Regions from separate parts of the Zea mays genome. Here region 1 is linked to region 2. The links are chromatin contacts, called in public Hi-C maps. All regions are on one chromosome and are shown on one strand. Each heading gives the region's core, a stretch centred on a gene start, on an enhancer-like site or on the middle of the called end of the contact. The rest is flanking DNA. Distances are from core to core; before and after follow the strand shown. Region 1 has its middle 61 kb from the start of LOC100274146. Region 2 overlaps LOC103650611 (AP-2 complex subunit sigma-like).

Region 1 (2,700 bases), core at 28-2,527, 290 kb before region 2:
GGAATTGGAACAACCGAACAAGGCCTTAGGCATTTATAGAGTGTTTGGTTTGAGAAATCAATCCATCCAAATTAAGTTGGTGCATCATGGGTTCATTCCTCATATTTGGTGGGATGACACCATTCCTCATATTAGTACTAACTAACTATGAGGGATGAGATGGTGATAGATCAACTCATTCTATTCTACGAACCAAACAAAAATAGTGAGGAGTGAGAAAATGATGAACTAGCCCATTCCTCAAACCAAACACCCCATTAGTGGTCAATTTCAGTTTCATTTTCTGTCCAAGATAGAATTCGTGGATCAAGTAGCTTCAGTTCTTATAATAACTATCCATCTAGACAAGACTCAATCTAGAACCCTTAGCTCCAATTCTTCTATATGTGTTCCTAAGATTTACTGATCGGAAGAAAAGTCCAACACTTGGTGAGGTGCACATGCAATACACAAACACCAAACACACATACCGATATGTTTTTTTATTTGTAGATAAATATTTATTTGCTGTTCTTGTTTTCTCGTTAATGTATCTCATATTTTGTATAGACCTATCACTATCACTATAATGGATTAGAACAATATCACGATCCTTCCAACATGTCTTAGTACTATCACTATGACTCGAGATAAATATGTGAGTATTGTGAAAAAAGTCGACCTATGTGTCGTTGTCTCGTTGGAGAGTTGTAAAAGAACTTTTATTTGAGTATTGCGAAGTTCGCTGGTTGTTTGTTGCATGAGAACTGTAGTTTATGGTTGCATATGTATGTTATATGTTATTTTGGTGAACACATATCGTGTGGATCAATTAAAATTTACTATACAATATGAATTGAGAAAAATACAAATAAATCTTGTCAAATTTTTTTTATTTTCTAAAAAAACAGCAAAAACCGGTTCGTTTCGCAGTTAACCGGCTGTTTAGAGCGGTTTTTCACCGGTTTTTCGCCGATAAAACAGTTCGAATTCAAATTAATTTGGATCGTTCAAACCGATCGGTTTTTACCGGTTTACTGTTGGTAAACCGTTACCGCTGGCAGCGGTTTTTATATATGAAACGGTTTTGTAATCCGTGCCGCCGAGTCCTCTCCTCACTCTGCATGTCATGCAGCGGGACGTCCACGTCTCCGTGCAGCAGCAGCAGCCGAGGACTGCGCGCTCGGCGGATCCCAATGGGCCATCCACGTCACGAGCAGCAGCAGCAGCACCACTGCTGCGTGATGGCCTGCGATCACGCAAAGCGGAGAGGAATTCCAGTACTCGCGTAGCGTACTTGATGTGATCACACGCGCGCTGCGCTGCGCCGGCCGGGGCGCACGACGCATGGCATCCGGCCTCCGGCCCCGCTTCGCTTTCGCATCCGTACGTCTTCTGTCGTGTGCGTCCGTCCGTGCACGCTGCAGTGCACCCACGCTGCACTGTTCGGGTCAGGACATCAGGATCAAGATGCATGCATACCTTATGCAGCAGTTGCAATTCATGGAGAAAAAATACTGTAAAAACCACAACTATAGTCGAATTAAAGCCAGGACGAACAAGTGACATCGCTTTCTTTTTCTCTGCGACTGCAAGTATCCCAAGCTGGCAACCAAACCAACCACACCCTCATCACAAGTTCATACTTCATAGCACCGATCCGTCGTCGCATGAGTCCTTAGGCTGTCTCCAGCAAGACCCTGTAAAAGCTTCTGTACTCTAAATTTACCGGTTCATTCTCTCCTCTTTCCCTCCAGCAATGTTCGGTATATGCTTCTCTAAATTTTACCGGACGTCGGTGATCCGCTAAATGCAGCGGCTTTGTGGCGCACGCTATACGCCTGTGTGCGTTGTCTTCTCCGGCTCCTGGCGTATTTCTAATGTTTGTTTATTTGGTCAATGGTCATTCTAACTCGTTTTTTTTTGTTTTTTCTTTTCTTGAATGAGCATCGTAAAAGGTTGCATAACTTTGGTTTTGTCCTTTTGTAGGACATCGTGGAAGTTCATTATTCTCATAATCAAAATACGATTTAGGAAACGTTATTTCTAAAAAAACATTTCAATTGCGTACTGATACTGTCGGCGTTTCGAACCCGGGGGTCCCTGGACCGACGAGTAAATTGTCGCCGCGTGCCCCAGCCCAGATGGGTCGGCGCGAGACGGAGCGCGAAGGGGGGAGAAGAAGCCGGAGGGAGACATGCGTCAAAGGGGAAACCTGCGGCCTTCGTGTTTGTCCCGCGCCCAGGTCGGGTGCGCTTGCAGTAGGGGGTTACAAGCGTCCGCGCGGGAGGGAGCGAGCGGCCTTACGCGAGCGCCGTCCCGTCCTTCCCCGCGCGGCCAACCCTCTGCAAGAGGGCCCTGGACCTTCCTTTTATAGGCGTAAGGAAAGGATCCAGGTGTACAATGGGGGGTGTAGCAGTGTGCTAACGTGTCTAGCGGAGGAGAGCTAGTGCCCTAAGTACATGCCATCGTGGCAGCCGGAGAGGTTTTGGCACCCGGTTCGTGTGGTGTCGTGGCCGTCGGATGAGCGCTGGAGCCTGGCGGAAGGACAGCTGTCGGGGCTATCGAGTCCTTGCTGACGTCTCCTTGCTTCCGTAAGGGGGCTGAGAGCCGTCGTCGTCATAGAGCATGCGGGGCGCCATCATTACTTGTTTACCGGGACGAGCCAGATGGGACGCCCGTCTTGTTCCCCGTAGCCTGAGTTAGCTTGGGGTAGGGTAA
Region 2 (2,700 bases), core at 156-2,655:
TGGCGTTAAGACACATTAACACCATCCTCTACAATAAACCAACTGGGATTAATGTTTGGACCATATTTAATTAATTTGTGTGCTTTGATTCGAGAGGGATGTTAGATTCGGTTAGTTGGAACAGTTTAAAGCATAAGTGTACTTTGCCTTCAAAGCGTAGTTACTTATGTAGGTGGCCCTGTATAGTTGCTAGTGCTCTGTTCCGTTATCTTTATTCCACATCTGCTAGACTGTCACGCAGCAACAGGATAACCATCTCTCTCTCTCTCTCTCTCTCTAACTCAGAAAAGTGCAGCACATCTTATATATACTAAGAAAAATAAAGGTTAATATAAAATATGAACTGTGTAGAATAACCTAAAAAGATAAAAGTACATCAAACATCAACTCGGTCGTCTTCTTTAAACATTCACCGTTTGCCGAATCTTAAATATTTCATTGAAAAACAACACAAAAAAGAGTGAACACCTTCGCCAAAGAAGACTTTAAAGTAGATTAATCTTTTTTGTGTTAAAGTAGATTAAGATCGAATTTAGATTAATTTCTATCTTAATCAACTTCAGGTACACGTGGATTAAAGTGGATAGAGGTGCATCCAAATAAGTCATCAGGAGATATACAACTAGAATCATCATAAAAATAAACATCACATCGGACAGCAAAGATACGCTTGGCTATATACCCCCCAAAAAAGAAGATACGCTTGGCTATATATACGCTACACCCAGTGATAAGTTCGAAATTCTCAAAAGATTTTTTTGGAAAGCGAAACCGATATCACACAATACAGCTGCACGTTTCGTAGTCACATGAATTATCTTCCAATGAACTGTCCATAAACAAACCAACGCGTGCATGTACGAATACAAATTAGTCAGTCCATAGGGTGCGGGAGATTCAACGCCTGACTCTGCCCCGTTAACTTTGGTAATTGTTTAGCACAACTTACAAATTTGATAGTTTTTGTTGCAAACAAAGATAAATAAAGACGCATTAAGAAGCAAGCAAGAAACGAGAAAGAAATGCGGTTACACCGGTCAGCTCGGCCTACTACTATTAGAGCATCTCCAACAATGCCTCAAACTAGTGCCTCAAATTGAAATATAGGACTCTACACAGGAAAAACTACTCCAACAGTGCCCCATTTCATAAAATTTTGTCAAAAAACTATAGGGCACCCTCTCAAGTGACTCAAATATACTACACCGTAGTGGGCTGCCCTATAATCTAGATTTGGGGCTTTACTGTTGGAGCGGGGTGTTTTGTTGGTGCCATAAATTCTATAAAATATACTCATTTTCAAATTATAGGGCATTTTTATAGGTCACCTTGTTGGAGATGCTCTTAGTACGCAAAAGCCCAAAGGACCTTCGGTCCTCACAGGTCGTTCCAGCCCATTTATCAGCGAGAACTTCAGGCCTATCAGCAAGATTGGTCAGAAACACATCAAATCAGCATACAGACACATATCCTTTCTTCATGCGGTGGATCTTTCGCTTTGCCATCAAACTAAAATCCTCACATGCAGTTCAAAAACCCTCAGTAACCTCAGGAAACGTTAAAAAGACATACACCGATTCACGGCTTGATAAAGGTTTAAGTGAAGCAAAGATGATGCACAACAGGTACAAAGAATTGTGAAAAATATGGAGGTAATTTGTCGATTGGGCAGAACTAGCTCCGGACCTATGCTAAATTGCTAATGTACACTACACCATTGTTTCTTTTCATTCCAGCTTCTCAAGCTCGCCCATCCTCTCTATAATTGCCTGAAAAAAGACACAAGTGACGAGGATGAATATGCAACTTTAAAGTACAGCAAAAAAAAAACGAACATGCTACGTTTTGCAGTATAAAGTTTGTAAGTTGCAGATTGGCAATATCGATATATTCAGTTAATCTCATTTAAGGTAGAATAGTTGCACGAAAGAAATACTTTTACCATTCTAGAACTCATACAGTCAACAAAAAGTTGTAGTGACACTATCTAACATAGTAGCACCTATATTGCACCTGACTTTTCACTAAAATAAATTATTAACTGATTTTATAAGTATATTCAGTTACAACATATACTGGGAAAACAGTGGATTCTTCCATCAATTTTTTATACAAATAAAAAAACTCGACCTACGGGGTAAGACCTCCCCCACGGCATTATATTAAGAAAAAGACCTTCTCACGTAGATCGAAAAAACCCCTGAACCCCTACACCACACATACACAGCGGCACATGTAGTCCATGTGAGAACGACCGCGACCGGGGGCAAGCCTTAGACGTGTGCTTTGGTGCTATGTTTTCTGGTCGCTCGACCAGCTAGTCGAACTGGGGGAACGACCAGGCGACTAATCTCGATTAGTCGTCGACTAGGTCGACTAATCGACCTCTGGTCGACCTGGTCGTTTACTAGTCGTCCTGTTCATCCAAGACCTATGTATATAGTATATACTATTATACTATATTATATAACTATGTAATATATATGAAGGATAGGGTAAACATGACATGAATTCAGCAATACTGAAAACAGCAAAGAAACACCTACTAGTTACTAATACTACCAGTCCCAGATACCACACAGCACACATTACCACCCAGTTACCTAAAGAAGATCTTCATCCAACTGAAATTCATCACCTGTAGCTCCCCTTCCACCTGTTGTTCGCGCGTGTCTGGACGAGAAATCTGGGCCGGTGAAG

The links. A called contact is a pair of places that touch in the nucleus more often than the background predicts.
Region 1: a Hi-C map of ear shows a contact between it and region 2, with 1.7 times the contacts expected there. The contact joins two enhancer-like sites. A contact is called at or near these places in 2 of 25 Hi-C or Micro-C datasets (ear and tassel).

Annotation. Positions count from the first base shown.
Region 1 is chr3:138,695,983-138,698,682 of Zm-B73-REFERENCE-NAM-5.0, reverse strand. No RefSeq gene overlaps it. Among protein-coding and RNA genes, the nearest start is that of LOC100274146, 61 kb to the left of the region's middle. Within about 2 kb of position 1,277, at least 16 of the 20 cell types and tissues checked have an H3K27ac peak or open chromatin away from gene starts, as enhancers often do. A contact at or near this core is called in ear, where this site is marked.
Region 2 is chr3:138,403,951-138,406,650 of Zm-B73-REFERENCE-NAM-5.0, reverse strand. It overlaps LOC103650611 (AP-2 complex subunit sigma-like), which reads right to left. Exons shown (of 6, transcript NM_001324270.1): 6 at 1,473-1,769. The coding sequence ends at 1,728. Among protein-coding and RNA genes, the nearest start is that of LOC103650611, 10 kb to the right of the region's middle. Within about 2 kb of position 1,405, at least 9 of the 20 cell types and tissues checked have an H3K27ac peak or open chromatin away from gene starts, as enhancers often do. A contact at or near this core is called in ear, where this site is marked.